Regions from separate parts of the Mus musculus genome. Here region 2 is linked to region 1. The links are chromatin contacts, called in public Micro-C maps. All regions are on one chromosome and are shown on one strand. Each heading gives the region's core, a stretch centred on a gene start, on an enhancer-like site or on the middle of the called end of the contact. The rest is flanking DNA. Distances are from core to core; before and after follow the strand shown.

Region 1 (3,688 bases), core at 936-3,435:
ATAAATATTTTCTAGCTGCATTCCTTAGCCAGCGTGGGCAGTAATGCTACAGCAAACAAACCTAGTGCTGCAAAATATACTTAATCCATTAAAAGGAGCCAAGGCTTCCCAAGTAACAGCTGCCTTCACCCTGGGGCAAGGTGAGCCTGAGAAATCTTAATTATGCCACACCGTAAAGGTGCGTCAAGAATTGGGAGATACGTCTAAAGGACACAGAATCTGGATGGTGGGTAGAGAGTACACGTAGTCTTTACAATGTGTTATATCTTTTTAAATGTTTAGTATTAGAATGTTGGGAAATAACTCGAAACACAAAGACACAGAAGCCAAGAATGAATGAATGAATCTCCGACTGAGGAAACTTAGAATTTGATCATCAAAAGAGATGAAAGGGATGGAGACATAGCTCTATGCTGCTCAGGCAGAGGACCTTGGTTCAATTCCCAGCACCCACATCAGGCAGCCCACAACGACATCTGATGGCAGTTCTTAAAGCTCCAACACAGTCTTTAGACTTCCAAGGATACGGCATGCCTACGGTGCAAGTAAAGACAGGCATACCTACGTGCATATAACAAAACAAAACTGTAAGGAACTGAGATAAGCCCTGAGAGAATGTGTATTGTCGACTAAGGCATGGCTATGTCAAGGACCCAAGGCCTCAGACCCATGGGAGTGGCAAAGCCCTCTTCTGGGTCAAGGGTTTACTAATGATTGACCAAAGTGTGCAAAAACCCAGCAACTGCAGCTCACTACAGATACCTCTTATCAAGACTACTAGCCTCATGTTCTGAGGTTCCAGTGGGTTATTTCATAGTTGATGCCACTCCATTAAAATGTGCAGGGCCCACCTTAACCCAACTTTTCTGTGCCTGTGTTTGCCCTTTCTTCTTGCCCCAGTCAGGTTTCTAGGACCAAGCTGTACAGGATGCAACACAAAGAAAAGAAAAGGACACTCATTGCTCTTGCAGAGGACCCCAGTTCAGTTCCTAGCACCCACATCAGGGACCTCACAACTGCCTATAACTCTGATGCCCTCTTCTGGCCTCCATGGGCACTGCATGCATGTGGCACACATATGTGTAGGCCCACACACAAAAAGTTGTAAAAAGTAAATAGATAAATAATGGAAGAACACTATAATCAACTTAATGAAGTGGAACAATTCTATATCCAGTAATATAAATTATGAATTTCTAAACAAGGTTATTCACAGGTACCCTGAAACAAAATAGCTTCAGAAAATACATATTAATTACAAAGATGGAAAAAGGAGCTTTTTGAAGAGCAAACACCGACACATATGAACATGGAATCACTTGTGAGAGTCCTCAAAGATATCTAGTTTAAATCTAATCATGAATAAATATCAGACAGAATCAGAATGAAAGCCTTTCTATAAAAACAGTGAGCCAATAGTCTTCAAAGTTGTCAAGGTTGTAAATGTCAAAGACTAAGGAAGTATTCCAGATTGAAGATATGCATTGCAACTAGAAAGAACACTTATTTCGGAACTGAAGGCCTTTCCTTACAAGGAACATGATTGAGACAACCAAGAAACCGAGTGTATTGCATAAAGAATATCGCTATTGCAGTTATTATGACTATGTGTAAACTGCTTAGGAACACTGTGACATAATATTAGCAACTTAAATCTCAAAACCGTTCGGGGAATAATGTTTTTGAACTACGATTGCAACCTTCTTGTAAGCTTGTTTCAAAACAAGGGAAAAAAGTTACACTCAAAATCCTGATTATAGTGGAAAAACACATCTGACTCAGAGCCACGGACTCCGCGTGGAATCTTCACATAGTCCTTTTACAGTTAGGTTCCTGTTAAAAGTTCTTTAGAGTCCCTTCCTCGGGTAAGATTCCATCATATCCTCCTTCAGCTCCGGCCCTGCCTGAATATTTCCAGGCTCCTGAAGTGTCTGCCTTTTAAGCCGCAAGTGTAGATTCTGACTGGCGACAAAAATAGACAAAAATAGTTGTGGCCGGAATCTCCGGACTGGAGGACAGCACGCTGTCCTAGAAGTGACTTCTGCCTCAGGAGCTCCCATCGCTCTCTCGGCGGTGGAGTAGTCACGCCTGCCACAGTGTGCGCTCCCTGGCTCGGCGGGCGGCTGGCCAGCCTGGGCGCGGGAGGGGCCGGGCCCTCCCAATGGCCGCTCCCGCCGCGCTGTCAGCCCCGCCCGCCCTCCCAGCTCCGCATTCGCCCGCGGGGAGCCGGGTGCCGCTGTGCTGTCGCGGAGCCGGGAACGTGGCACAGCCGGGACGGGTGTGAGCTCAGGGCGTCTCTGCAGGCAAGCCGGGAGATCCGGAGAGGAAGCTGGGGGCGGCGTGCTTAGGGACTGGGCGGGAGCGGCTGGAGCCGGGTGGCGCGGGTCCCGGGTGGGCGCGGTGCGGAGGCTGAGGACCCGGCCCGGTGGGACGGAGCCGAGGGGGACGGGGTCCCGGCTGCAGGCACAGACGGGACACGGGGGCTGACTGCGGCGTGGCGGGTTTCCTCCTCAGCCCAACAGGTAGGCGGGGTCGGCAGCTGCGGGGCTGGGACGCGGGAGGGGAAAGTCGGGGACCCGGTCGCCTGCCCCGCGGCTGGGGACCCGCCCTGCACCTCCAGGTCGGCCCCCAGCAGCAGAGAGTGGACGTTGCCAGAAGTTTCCAGGTCTTCTTAAGAAGGAAAGCCTTCGCCAGGGGCGTTTGCGGAGTCGGTGGAAACGTTTGTTTTTTATTTTCCTTTATTTGCTTATTTCACGCCAGCAAGAAAGAGATCATCTCAAATGATTGCAAATCGTTTGCAAATCGTTAGAAACTTCGTAAAGCACCTAATGGAACTTAGTAACCGTAACGTGTACCTCTGACAAGTTAAGGGAATTTGAACTCTCAGGTCAGACAAATTAGATGGTTTGTAGTCTTTTGGGTTGTGCGTGGTTTATAAGAATGCTAGTCACCCTAAAGGAACTAAAGAGCTTAGAGATAAGGAGAAGTTTAAGGAAGTAAAAAAAAAAAAAAGCCCTATAACAGTTCAGGACTTTGAAAAACAATGCTGGGAGATTAACTTAAGTTAACCCTAATGCAAGGTTGCCTGGTTTTATTTCGCAAACATCTTAGAGACAATGTCTGAGGATGAGGTTTGATTATTTATTTGAGACGGTCTCAAACCTGCCTCTGCCTTCAGAGTGTTGGAATTTAAGGGGTGCACTAATACACAGAGGCAAAGAATGAGATTTTAGATAAGCATCCAAAAACGAATAAAGCCAGGCTTAACGTTGCACATCTGTAGTTCTAGTATTTAGGATGTTGAGGCAGAAAAGGGGAGCGTTCCCAGCCAACCTAGGCTTAGGTAGAGAGAGCCACATCAGCTAACTCACTTTCAAAAAAAAAAAAAAAAAAAACGAACACCAGAGAGCAAGGAGGCAGTTTTACTAAGATAGGGGCGGGAGAATATTGGAGAGCGGATTGGTTGTGCTGTGGAATGCACTTACTTTACATAGATAGCTGTAGGTCAAGAATAAACTCCTGACTTAACCTTTGGTACTCTTTATGGATCCTTGATTAGGTTACCTTTACTTGTTCTTTAATTATATTAGCGTTTGATGTTAGTAGCAGGAAAATACAGAGTTCCCAAATAACGGGGGAGGGGGTGGGGAGGTAGTAATATGCACATGTATTCGAAGGTGCTTGCACC
Region 2 (3,460 bases), core at 240-2,739, 130 kb before region 1:
CGAAAAAGATTCCCCATCGCTAGTATACTGTTAAAGAGGATGTGAAGACAAGATGACTCGGAGAGGAGATGGCTCCAAATAAGTGCTTGCCACACAAGCACAAGGACCTGGGTGTGACCACAGCACTGGATAGAACAGAGGAGAGACAGGCAGGTCCTGAGAGCTAGTAGTCAGGCAGCCCTTGAAAAAATGTGGAGAACAACCAAGACACCCAATGTTACCCTCTGCCCTCCACACACATGCACCTGAGCACAGGAAAGTCTTGGTGACTTTAGAAATGCTATAAATCATGTGATTAAATGAAAAACAAACACAGTAATAAGTGTTCTCATTGCAAATATTCAGGTACATGTACAATGACAGTGAAAAAGAACAGACATAATTTAGTATACAATTACTGGATGTTTTAAAAGTAACAGCAACCAATTCCTAGGCGCTTCTATGGCAAATACACTGGGCTAAGTGGTCAGTGCAATTTGCATACCAGCCTTCGAAAGAGATTCCCAGTTAAGTGAACATAATACCGGTAGACAATCTAACTACTTTTTGCTCTACTGAATAGGCAATCTGGTAATGCAGATGTTTATTAGTTCAGCTCCCAGCCGTTATCAAATCCTAGTTCTAAGGAACCAATGTCAGAAACATCACAGATAGGAAGCCTGAAAGGTGGTCATTTACAGTGCATTTGAGAGCATCACTCATTAGTCAGGAGGGGAAGGGACACCTTACAATACCTGCGGTGGTAGACTTTCCAACACCACCCTTTCCAGAGGCCACAACAATGACTTCTCTAACACCTTCTATAGGCTTCTGCTTAGGAAGTCCTCGGGACATGATTTGTGTTCTTCTTTGTTTCAAGGCCTCACTCTCAGCGCCTAATAACTTTAAGTTAAAAAAAAAAAAAAAAAGTGATTTAAACCAATCATTCTCATCACTGGATTACTATGCTGTAAAAGAGAAAACAACCCAGAGTTTGGGTTTAACGGGGCTTTCTTTTCTAATAATGTTCATTGCCATAGACTTAGCCTTTAGGTGGTCTTTATTAAATGCTAATCTCAACGTCAAAGGTAATTGTTCAAGCTGAAATTTGTCTACCAGTGTAAGTGAGGATGGAAAAAAAGAAAAAAAAAAAAAAACCCTGAAGTGGACTTTTTACCGAGTTAAGCCCTCCGCAGATTTGCCTTTTCCTTAACCTATTCACTAAATAACCCCAAAACAAGAGAGCACTGTGCATGCCACACATCCATACTCGGGACAGTTTGGGACCACAAGCCCCAGCCACCTTGTAGCAAACCCGCTAGCGGGAGCGCGCAGGCACCACCCCGCCCGCGCTCGGCACACACCTGGCGCCCACAACCCAAAGCTCGGCACCCCCGGGGCGGGACAGTGGCCGCGCCACCACCCCGGAGTGACACCCCGCCAAAGAGCAGCAAACGCCGCCAGGTCCCCATGGCGCGCGGCTCTTGCTCGGGCCGGGATGGAAGCACTTGGCGTCCGGCGCGGAAAAATGACGTCACGTGGCAACCCTTGGCGTCCCCTTCCTGGAGATGAGCCTGATTGGTGTTTCTTCAGCTCAGGGACTCCATTTGATTTAATACTGTTTGTCATCAGCTAGAAATATTTTTTTGCAGCGTTTAACCAGATATTCCCAAAGCCTTTTCACATATAGCACTTTAGTTTATTCTTCCAGAGTAAACAAGAAGACTTATTAGGAAAAAAATATATTTTATGTTTGAAGGGTGGCTTTATGCTAGGGCTGAACTCAGGGCCTCCTTCACACTAGGCAAGCACACTGCCAAAGAGCTGCGTCGCCAATCCTCCTCTCTTGTTATTAATCTAAAAACTGAGATTTGGAAATTTTAATAAGATATCCCATCTTAACAGAAATGGGAAAAGCTGGAATTTGAGGATTAAGTTTTCCTTATTGCATAGTACTGTATATGGTCATTTCAGCAATGCCACTGTTAACATTATTATATTTACACGTGTGTGTGTTCACGCGCGCGCGCACACACACACACACATTGCGTGTGACCTACAGTACAACTGTGCACTAAGCTAGTGTCCCGTCCCGTCCCCCCCCCCCCACCGCCTTGTATGCTTCTGTTGCTAATGGTTCACAAAAGAGAGGTGAGAAGCCCTTACTAGATTCCAAAAAGTTTAGCTAAATCAGAAAATAGAACAAGTAAAGAAGCCTAGTTGCGAAGGAACTTAAGGGCTAGGCTAGTAGTAAAGCATTTGCATAGCATATATGACGCCCCAGGTTCAATCATCTGCACGGAGATTGGAGTAAAAGCTTGAGGGAGGGAGGGAGCAGAATTTTACTTGAGGGAGGTAAGAATGTGTACATATAGATAATCAGCACTATATCCAAGACAGATGAAAGAGCAAAAGCAATCCCTTTAAGAACAATAACTCACACACTTATCCAGAAACCAGATCCACTTAAAGATGGCTGGAGGTATGGCTACGGTTTGCCTTCAAAAGTCTGCATAAGACTTTCTCGGGAGGGTTTTTATTTCCTTCGTTTGCTTCTTATTTGTATTTATCATATCAAGGACTCAAAATCAGTTTATTTTTCTCTGATCTAATTCTTAATTTTAGTATTTTTATTATGGGCATAACAACATCAAAGAATTGCCTTAAGGATTACTATTCCTAGTGAAGTGTATTCCACGACGTAAGCTCTGAAACGGCCTCCAGACTCTTGCTTGCTCCCCTCAAGCTACGGCCCTTGTTGTTTCATTCCTTTATCTCTGCCTTACACTAGGCTCGCCGCTTTCAGCTTGCCTTCTCTCACATATTCTTTTGTGGCATGTGTCCTCAAATAGCTTTAGATTTCTTTTCAACTCAGTTTTTGTAAATGAATAGGAAAAGACACAGCTAAAAAAAGAAACTATGAACTGTCACTATAATCTGTTCACTAAATACCAAATGCCTACTTATTATAAGCAAACATTATGTGCCAAACACTAGTCTTAGAATATTCTACACTGCACCAACTGTAATACCCTCCACTAAAAGATACAGTCCAGAGCAAACAAAGAACAATTATGCTATGGCATGATATGTAATGAAAAGAGTGCTGAGCACTACAAGAGGCACCTAGTTAGTTAAGGACAGGTCCTGGGTGAGAAAACACCTGGGTGCTGGCAAAAAATGGGGGTGAGCTGGAAGAATAGCTCTGGAGTCGTGCAAAGACATCAGACAGACTGTTAAGGACTGCGGATGGTATACGCCCCACATATATTTATGCTTATTTGTCAATTAAAATAAAAAGCATGCTTCTCAGCTAGTAAAAACAAAGACATGAAATTCTCAGGCAGATGGATGGAACTAGAAAATATCATCCTGAGTGAGATGACCCAGCGCCAGAAAAACATTGGTCATAAAGTACAGGATAACCATGCTACAATCCACAGACACAAAGAAACTAAGTAATATGGGGGGCCCAAAGGAA

The links. A called contact is a pair of places that touch in the nucleus more often than the background predicts.
Region 2: a Micro-C map of embryonic stem cells shows a contact between it and region 1, with 6 times the contacts expected there. The contact joins the promoter of Nubpl here to the promoter of Heatr5a in region 1. A contact is called at or near these places in 1 of 39 promoter capture datasets (macrophages), 1 of 484 Hi-C or Micro-C datasets (embryonic stem cells), 1 of 115 datasets of contacts at active chromatin or transcription factors (effector CD8 T cells) and 2 of 9 other capture datasets (adipose tissue and liver).

Annotation. Positions count from the first base shown.
Region 1 is chr12:51,969,818-51,973,505 of GRCm38.p6, reverse strand. Heatr5a (HEAT repeat containing 5A) reads left to right here and starts at 2,185. Exons shown (of 36, transcript NM_177171.4): 1 at 2,185-2,303.
Region 2 is chr12:52,095,775-52,099,234 of GRCm38.p6, reverse strand. It overlaps Nubpl (nucleotide binding protein-like), which reads right to left and starts at 1,489. Exons shown (of 11, transcript NM_029760.2): 1 at 1,344-1,489; 2 at 735-882. The coding sequence starts at 1,451.